Regions from separate parts of the Hordeum vulgare genome. Here regions 2 and 3 are each linked to region 1. Evidence: chromatin contacts called from public Hi-C data. All regions are on one chromosome and are shown on one strand. The core of a region is the stretch at or near the end of the contact, and the rest is flanking DNA. Distances in the headings are between cores, read along the strand shown. Region 1 has its middle 99 kb from the start of LOC123408827. Region 2 has its middle 61 kb from the start of LOC123408114. Region 3 has its middle 140 kb from the start of LOC123413315.

Evidence for each region. A called contact is a pair of places that touch in the nucleus more often than the background predicts.
Region 2: a Hi-C map of leaf shows a contact between it and region 1, with 4 times the contacts expected there. The contact joins two enhancer-like sites. A contact is called at or near these places in 2 of 6 Hi-C or Micro-C datasets (leaf and seedling).
Region 3: a contact with region 1 is called in a Hi-C map of leaf, with 5 times the contacts expected there. The contact joins two enhancer-like sites. A contact is called at or near these places in 3 of 6 Hi-C or Micro-C datasets (leaf and seedling).

Annotation. Positions count from the first base shown.
Region 1 is chr7H:582,119,352-582,122,513 of MorexV3_pseudomolecules_assembly, reverse strand. No RefSeq gene overlaps it. Among protein-coding and RNA genes, the nearest start is that of LOC123408827, 99 kb to the left of the region's middle. Within about 2 kb of position 1,458, at least 2 of the 3 cell types and tissues checked have open chromatin away from gene starts, as enhancers often do. A contact at or near this core is called in leaf, where this site is marked.
Region 2 is chr7H:581,808,873-581,812,312 of MorexV3_pseudomolecules_assembly, reverse strand. No RefSeq gene overlaps it. Among protein-coding and RNA genes, the nearest start is that of LOC123408114, 61 kb to the left of the region's middle. Within about 2 kb of position 1,457, at least 3 of the 3 cell types and tissues checked have open chromatin away from gene starts, as enhancers often do. A contact at or near this core is called in leaf, where this site is marked.
Region 3 is chr7H:581,656,140-581,659,344 of MorexV3_pseudomolecules_assembly, reverse strand. No RefSeq gene overlaps it. Among protein-coding and RNA genes, the nearest start is that of LOC123413315, 140 kb to the right of the region's middle. Within about 2 kb of position 1,799, at least 3 of the 3 cell types and tissues checked have open chromatin away from gene starts, as enhancers often do. A contact at or near this core is called in leaf, where this site is marked.

The DNA of each region.
Region 1 (3,162 bases), core at 209-2,708:
AACAGCAGAATTAACACGAGTACGTAGTCTATCCATCCATCTTTGTTTAGTAATTAGTATATACATATTAACTATTTAACTATTTATCCATGGATGTCTAGGGTTTCAATCATTCGATGTATAAATTACTAATTCTTTGTATCATGTTTTTGTTTTCATAATTTTAGCATATTAGCATGACATGTTGTCTAAGAAGAAGCAATTGACGGGTGCTGAAAAAAGAAGAAAAAGAAAAGAAGTGATCTGAAAATTCAACCGCTGAAGGTTTTTTTGAATAGATACTTTACATTTTCAAGCAATGTTGATGCGAGCAAAGAACAAGGGCAAGAAATTAATCCCGTGCATGAAAATATAGATGTTAAGGTCAATGAAGATGGTGCAAGCACACCGGAGCAAATAGATTTTGAAGATGATGCCGACAGTACAATGGAGAAAAATTGCAGCCTAAAACTACCGAAAAATTATTTGAGGTCAACTATGTTGCAAGATAGACTAAATGGCTTGACTATGTGCTGCATTGAAAAGGATATCTTGGACAATGTTGATCTTTATTTTGCCCTTAATGACTTTTGCATCAAGAAACGCCCGGAGATTTTTTTTTCTGAAGCACTAAATTATTATTATGGTCGATGGAGTCAGTCGAAATTTGATTCTTATTTGAGATAATCATGTCATTTTAGTTTCATTTTGCTATCTTTTTTTAGTATTATTATTGTCGATTGAGTAAGTTAAAATTTAATTATTATTATTATCGATGGAGTCAATCAATTATTATAGTTAAATTTTAAACTAAAAATATATGATCTTAGGATATAGGGGCCATGTCATTGAGTTTGCCTAGGCCTCCTGAGACACAGGGCCGGCCATGCGCGACAGTAAATTTTGGCATCCCCGGCTTTTCTTTCCGCGTTTGTTGATCTAGCAACTGCAGAAGAGAATGGGAAACGCTATTTAGCGTTACAGGCGTCGGTTAAATGCAAATTTTGCTAACCAGAGATTAGATCTGTGTTTTAGCTCGTGAACTTTTTTTCAAATTGATGATTTTTTTTTAAAATCGATGATTTTTTTAAATCAATGAACTTTTTTGCAAATTGGAGAACATAATTTAAAATTCGTGAACTTTTTTCAAAATCAGTAAACTATTTCCAAAAGCTCATGAACTTTATTTAATTTTTTTTTCGAATTCTGTGAAATTTCTGAAAATGCATAAACATATTTCCTTAATCGATGAACTTTTTTTATAGTTATTGAACTTTTTACGTAAATCTGGATTTTTTTTAAATATTCTATGACTTTGTTTTTGATTTTAAGGACCAATACATTTAACATGGGCCGTCCCACAAAAAGGAGCTCTGTAGGCACCGGTTTGCCTAAAGGCGCTTAAGGCGATGTCTAGGACCTCCTGAAGAGAATATATGTACGTATGGGTGCGACGTCCTGCTCAAACCCCTCAATCTAGAAAGTCGCCAGTGTAACGTGGGCCGTCCTAAATCATCAGGTCCACACACTACTATGGTTTCTGGAGTACATAGTCATCAACATCAGCACACCATACATCAATCCATTAAACCCTTGGGGAGTTGCGTTCAGTGATTTCCACACCCGACCCCTTAAATTCATCTCAAACATTGGACCCCTTAAACTCAATCGATTTATGATCGATCGTTTATGTTTGTGAGAGCATCTACATCCGGCCCCCTTACATCAATCGATTATGATCGATCGTTTATGTTTGTGAGAGCATCTACACCCGGACCCCTTAAATTCATCTCAAACGCGGGGCAAATAGTCTGGTCACTGACCGGTCACAAAAAAACGATTCAGACGATCCCTCAGATATGTCTTAAACGTTCGGGCTGACCGACATCCCTTATATCCAGCCTAAATATCGGACGGATATAGGGGATCCCGGGTGCGCCTCGGCTTGCCCGTCACGTCGGACCCGACATCCTGACCTATCACAAATTGCATCAAATCCATTCGCAGAATTGTCGGATCCCATTTTCTATTTTTCTTTCTCCAATTCCTTCGCGCGTCGTCCGCCTCGCAGCTCCGCCGCCGCGCACGCTACGTCATCTAGTAGCCTCTGCCATCCCCGCCGCTCGGTCACAGGGATCATCTTTCTCGACCTCTCGGCATAGGACGTCATCGCCGGCTCCAAAGACACCGCGGTACGTCCGACAACTCTCTGGTTGTGTCTTGCGTCGGATGCGTTCGACAGAATGTCTTACCTGATTTGTTGATCAATTTTTTTGGGATAACGATGGATTCTATGTTTCATCTGACGAGAAGTATGGACCAACGAAGCTTGATCAACTGATTCAAGATGAGTTTCAATTCATCTGATTCGAACGAAGAAGTAGACATGATGATGTTCATTAGCATGCAAGCGGAATGAACCGGGAAGTGGAGTACATTCTCAATTTTAAGAGCTCAATCAAAAGGAGAAGAGTTATCAAGTATTCGAAGCAAAGCTACTCAAAATGATTACTTTGATCCGGACCCAACTTTTCAGATGATACATTTTTTCGTCGTCGTTTTCGCATGCGAAAACCATTGTTTATGTGCATTGTGGAGGGAATGGACACACACGATGACTACTTCACGCTCACGAATGATACATTTGTTTTACATGCAACGTTTAGTATCAGATGATCTATGTACATGATTTTACGTGGATTTAAGAGTCAAAATATAAAGTATATGGATGCATAGAATGAAATGTGAAGGATCGTCCGAAAGCGTCTACAGACGTGATCGGACACGTCCGTGGTTCTATAGGAGTGGATTTGGCCGGTCTGGGTGTAAATGCTTTCGGAAACACAATTAGTGCGCACGAGAGAGAGGGAGAGAGAGGAGCAGAGGGTACGGCTTCTCTGTTTTAGAGAGAAGAAGAGCAGTGGATCGGTGCTGTTTCCCACAGGTATAATGGAGGTTGTTGGCCTGCACATTTCATCGACCCCGATCGACGACACGAGGGACCGGCCCCTCGATCGCAGGCTTGTGTGCTCCATGCAGTCTTGCTTGATGACTGCTTCTCTCTTCGAGGATTGTAGCTGTGGCAGTGGCATTTGTTGTGTCGAGGGCACGTGCATGCATCAACTCTTACTCTTTTCATTTCAGTTTATAAGTCTGGCACGTGTATCTAGATCATCAATTTAA
Region 2 (3,440 bases), core at 208-2,707, 310 kb after region 1:
CTTCCCGGTAACCATCTTGACTCAAACCTCTTCGGTTTTGCGTCACCATGGGCACGCGCAGAATGACATTCCGTATTAACCAACAAAGGTCTATGATCTGAGTGATTATATTGTAAATTTTCCAGGGCTGCTAAGGGGGAAAAGAATCGCCCATGCTTCATTCACCAATCCCCTATCAAGTCGTTATCGAATTTTTGCTCGATGCTCGATGAATTTATCACCTGGGTGTGTTTGATTTGAAAATCGAAAGTCATGGAATGTCATGGTTCCATTTTAAAGTCATGGTTGGTTTTATCCTTGTGTTCAGTTGATTCCATCCCGGTGTTTAGTTGGAGAGATGAAATATAAAAAAATCTGTCACTCACCTCTTCGATATAAATGGTGAGATTACATCTCTGAACAAATAGAGTTCTTTGCATTATAATTTAAATTTTCAGCAACACTTTATTTCAATTTTCAATACATGCAAATAAAAATATATGATCATGAGTACATACCAATATTTACGAAAAATAAACACAGAAATGAAAAAATAACCATGAAAAAATAATCACAAAAACGAAAAAATAACAACAACAAAAATAACCACGAAAACTTTTGTTCGGGTGCGAGGGTGAGCGCGGTGAGAATTGCTTGGTTATTTTCTTTTTCTTTGTTTTCATGGACGAATAACGAGTCGATTCCTTCAAATCGACGGAATCACTTGATGAAGCTTCTGGAGGAAATATTCCCTACATGTGGATGACCGAATTTCGGTTCCTAACCTAACTAAACACGAAAACGGCTACTAAGGATGGAACCAACCTGTTCGACTCCACGTCATCGTGAAACCAAAGGGTCCCTTTAACTCACAATCATCAATGACCAAGGTCCGAGTACTACTCTAGCTAGCTAGTGCTAGCAGAGGCACACGCAACACGCCGGCAACACGGACAGCAAGAAGCCAAAGCGGTGCGTCCGGTGAGCGACTGACCATGTGCGGTGCCTCCGGCGCCAAGCTGTTCTCCTCTCGTCGTGTTCGATCCATCAAAGCTCCATCCATGCGACACCCGCGCGTGCGTGCGTGGAGCCTCCACCATCGGCCGCTTTTGACCACCGCAAAGCTAGCCAGGTACAAAAGAAGGCGTCGATGGACACGAGAATAAATTACTCTCGGGCCCGGGCTTGCTTTACAACCTTTTTCCGTGTGCCGATCGATCTTTTACAGGGTAGTTTCTCGGATAAACATCCAGTAGCAGTGGCAAGGAAGGAAGCTGCAGTCCAAAGTCCAAACGCATTTATAGTACTGCTTTTGGAGTCTTGTTGCAGGCAAGAGAGGAACGAGTGTCCCGGCCCCTTCCTCGACGCTTTGGCTCCGTTCGGAACGTCCGCTTCGATCGTGTTGGATGGAACAGCTACGTCCACGTAGTACGAACGATACGGCAGTACAATACGAAAACGCTACTGTACTCCGTCGTGTGGTCCGGCGGCCGTCCTGGCGTGGCCACGCTGCGTATGTATGCAGACAAGTAGTAGACACGTACAAGCAAACCATGTGCGTCTACTGTGCCACGTGGTTGTCTACAAACAGTGACGGAGGCTGGAATTATTTTCAGGTATGGCGAAGTTTATAAAAGAGAATAACACATATAATATGATTATGAAAGGCTCACTAAAATAGATGTATATTACTCTCTCCATCCCGAATTACTTATCTTAAATTCGAAAAGATACAGATATATGTATACACATTTTAGTGTTATCTATATAGAAAAATTTGAGACAAGTAATTCGGGACGAAGGTAACACTTTATATTTAGTAAATATGGAAGACAGATAAAAAACTGAGCATTGGCACTCAAAATACCTCACTAGATATAAATTATATGGTTAATTATTCAACAGTTTACTAAATAAATTAATCCATTAGTGTTTCAACAATGCGAAGGCACTAGAACAATGTACTACATGATGAGGCAAATCTCTTCCGCTTAATTAATTAACTGAGTAATTCTTTTCTGCTCAATTAATCGATGAGAAAAATCCTTTACCCCCGTTAAAATAATGTACTACATGATTTAAACTAAAATCGAAGAATATAGATACTTATACGATGTGATCTAGTCTAATTTCAGTTAAAGTGACGCCGTCTGCTGATCATCCTCGCGGCTTTGCTGAGTCGCGTCGTCGTATACCGGTCAGAGCATCTCCTCACCGGTGAACTAGGGCCGCCACTTGCCACTACCGCCCTGGTGTTCGCCCGTGCCCGGTGCCCTCCCTGCTATTGCCTCCGCCATGCAGATCATAGTACACGTGCAGTCGGAAGGTTTAGGACGTAATCCATGGACAGATATGACATGCAGTTAAGCGGCTATGAACGCGTCCCATCAGCAGCTGCTAAGCCCAGCTCAAAACATAAATATTGTATCAAGCTGATACTGTACGTGCGATACTTAGTCGAGTTTAGGTATGACATGTGCCAAACCTTGCCACATAGCTGGCTTCGCCACTGTCTACAAAACTGTGTACTCCCTCAAAATAAATATCTCAAGTTTAATATAATTTTATATTAAAACTAATACAAAATTAAGATACTTATTTTGAGATAGAGAAAATATAAAAGCATCTCCGACATTAAGCGGACCAGTTCGCGAACTTAGATACGGAGCCCGGTCATTCAATACTATCCGCAATTGATTTAAATACGGTTCAACTAAACCAAACAAATTTATGCAAACACGGCTTATTTCATTAAAATTTAAACATAATTTACATAAAACGGTCAATGTTTCGATCGTTTAAATAAAAAATATAAAAACAATTTAAATCCTATACTAGACGACCACATCATACGTGTGGTCATCCTGCACTGCCGCACCGTCATCACTCTTCATGTCTTTATCGTCGGTGTTGTCCCTCAAACGGCTGAATGGCTCGAGAGGACCACCACAGCCATGTCCGCTCATGTGGACGAGATGCTTCGCCTACTTTTGTCCGGTGTTGAGGGCCATCGCGGTCAGAATAGACGATGCTCGCGAAGCTCTCACGGTAGCCTTGCACCTGCCAGCGTTGGCTGAGGAGTCGCTAAGCAACCAGTCGTCGACTGTCTTAGCGAGCTCGTCGTCAAGGCGGCGGCGACGAGCGACCTTCTCCGCGGTGGTAATGGAGCGGTGTGGAGGGCCACCGCGATCAGAGCGGACGACGCCCGCAAAGCTCCGATGTCAGGCTTGCACCTGTTGGGGGTGGCTGAGGAGTCGCTAAGCAATCACTCATCGCCGGTCTTGGCGAGCTCTCCATCAAGGCGGCGGCGAGCGACCTTCTCCGCGATGGTGATGGAACAGTGAGGGCCCATGTAGTGGCTAGTTCCGAGTCGTTGCAGATTTTATCCAGCGTCGCGTCGTACTTGGCGAACATGGAGCGGTGAGGGACGTTGCACCGTTCTTACCACGCCTGCTACCTCG
Region 3 (3,205 bases), core at 550-3,049, 460 kb after region 1:
ACGGGCCAAATTAAACGAATCATACATACTCCCTGAGATTAACCGGCATAAGCAAGCGGGTCAAGGGGGAGAGTTAAAAGTTTTCTGTCTATAAGCACACATACAATGGTGTTCAGGTACGTGTTCAGGTGACTCAGAAGTGCCGATCTTAGAGCACTCTGCGGAGGTATGCATAAACCGTGGTTAGATGCCTGTTTTCAGGTCTGCTGATTGATCGATCACATGCATTCTTACATCGTGTGGAGTTTTCTAGTACTATTTCGTTTTGCGTGTACTTTGGGATCCGAACACTCTCTACTGTCTATTGACTCGATGCACCATCATCATTTTCTGGGGTGACAGGTGAGGTATCAGCCTAGCACACGTGAAAAGAGCAAACTGAAAGTGACCGACGCCCGAAACAAATTACAACGCGAAATTCCCAAGCATACGGCAGCGAGAAGACAAAGCGGTTGGAGTAGGGCAGCAGCATGTGCGATCGATGCCTCGTGCCCGGCGAGGCCAGTGCAAAGTCGTTCTCCTCCCATGTTCGATCGGAGCTTCAAGCGCGCGCGCGCGCGTGCATCCCAACACCATACGTGCGTGGAGCCTCCACATTTGGCGTCCTTTGACCACGGAAAGCTAGAAAAGAAGGTGACAGAGAAAAAGAATTAGCCCGTACATACGTGCAAAGGTATATAGTTTGGGGACTGCTAGGCATCCACGGATCGATTTGTAGTAATCATGCGACATTCAATTAGCCATCTGATATACTCGCTTGCACGGTTCGAACACCTCCGTCCATCTCATAAAATTCTGAAACAACGTTTCAGTCGCAGAAACAAGCATGATGTTACGCGTCCGTCGACCGATCTTTTTAAAAAATCGGTCGGGACGCTAACCACCAGATCTAGTGTTAAAAAGGGGCTGACGGGTCTTTTGCAACATTGATTATGTAGTAAAAAAAATTGCAACAGATAGCGTGTTGCAAAAATGTCCGTAGATTTTTTTTTACAATATAATTTGTTATAGAATATTTTCTACAACAAGAATCGTGTTGCGGAAGCATATGTAGATTTTTTTTTTAACATAGATTGTGTTACGGAATGTTTTTTACAACATCGATTGTGTTGCAAGCTATTTTTTGCAATAAAGTTCTTGTAGCAAAAAAATCGCAACAGAGATTTTATTACAATTATTTAATGCAATATAGCCGATGTTGCAAAAACTTGTGTAAGTTACCATAGTCATTCCTCGACGTGGTTTGCAACACCGTTATTATTGCAACATACGATAAACAGACACGTGATAAGCAAAGAAAAGAACGTAGGTGTGTAAGCACGTTTGAGGTCGCATGGACGATCCAACGGCTACGCAGGTGACAGAACTGCTCGTACAATCAGCCGATAGAGCATTAGCTTCTCCCATATAGTTTACAACTTTTCAACAAAAAATGTATATAATCCCGCTGTTTGTAAATATTTGTTGTTAGAAAAAACTAGACTACAAGTATTATTATACATAGGGTATTATTTACAATTTTTCGAGAATAAAAAAGGTATATAGTTTACAACTTTTCGCCGATCGATCAACCACTTGGTTTTCGATGGCAGTTTTTCCCTGATACACATGCCGTTGATATTTGCTTATGGTATGCTTTTGTCATTTTGCTACTACACGTCGAGAACAACGTCCGTCCCCGCGACGTTCTTGGCTCCATCCGGAAACGTCTATTTCTGGTTGTATACATGGAGCAGCTAGGTCCACGTAGAAACTGACTACTTGTATCGTGTGGTCCGTGGTGAGCGGTCGAGACGCTGGCGTGGCTACACAACGCGGACACGCAAAGTAGGTGGACACGGCCACGTCTGCACGCACATGCATACATACACATAATCGTATATGCAAATTAAACCTCTCACGGTGGGATCGCCGCCTCGCGAACCCTAGCTAGCTTTGCATGCATGCAGCATGCATGCATATGCACGTTGGTTCCGTTAACCAGCTACTCATGCATGCACGTGACCTCGGCGCGACAAAAGGCTGTATAGACCTGCTGAGCACGCTCGTCATATTATTACTGCAACACTTGGATAGGTGATGTACACTGTGCTGCCACGGATATCTTCGGCCAGTAATTATGCAACTCGCACCGTCGCACGTCAAGACGTCAAATGTGTGTACATGCAATGTTATACACACAGTATATGTGCATACCACGCGGGCGTACGCACGCTCCGTTTTTTAAAATCGGAGTGCAATGTTTAGGACCTGTTTGGATCCTCTCCGCTTCCAAATGCGGCTCCCGGAGCGGAGGGAGCGCCAGCGTAATTTTAAGGAGTTGGTAAAACCGGGCTCCTCCTTTCCTCTAGGACTGGAGCGGAGTTTTGAATGGAAGAGATCCCGAACATGCTCTTACTACGGCTTTGTTTTCTAGAAGAAGGTTATACGTTGCACGGCTGCACCATGGTGACTGTAGGGGAGCCCCAAGAGAGTTCGATCATCTACAATCGGATCTTTCGTACTCGTCTTAAACTTGTGAAGAGGTCGTCCGGTTACTGATCGATGATGAATTGTCGTCGGCATCGTCCGTACTGGCCCGCATCGATCTCACATATATTCATCACCATTCGTTCGCCGGATTAAACTCTAGCCACTTCATTTCACTCCCATCCGCTACTCCATCCCACCTCCGGCGATCTCCGGCCTTTTCGGGCATGACGGGAAGCAGGTCCGAGTTCTTTACCTTCAGATTCGTCGACCACGAGCTTATCCTACGCGGTCCTAAAAAGGAGATGGTCGTCCGACTTATGATCTGCCGCTGCCGGGAGTCGGCCGCCCGGCGCCATCGCTCGCGCTCAGACTAGCAACATCGGGTATCCATTGCGTCGGTACAACCGGTGCTTTGATCCAGCGTCATTGCCCCACTGGAGGCGGTGCGGTCCGTCTAGAGGTCGAACGTCGTGCCGGACGCGCAACCCCTCCGTTGGCACGCCGAGGACGCATTATGAGCGTCCGCAGACGCTAACATGGGGCGGCGTGCCCGCCGTTCGAGGCAACGGGCGCGGCAGGTGGCGGATGCCCTCGCGGTGGTGGACGTTGGAGAGGCGGAGTCACACACTCCAACGTCTCGTAAGGTGCACCACTGCGTGCGTTGCAACCGCGTCGTGCTGGACGTCATCTATTTTGAGGAAGGATCCGTCATCGACCTGACATCCACCGACAC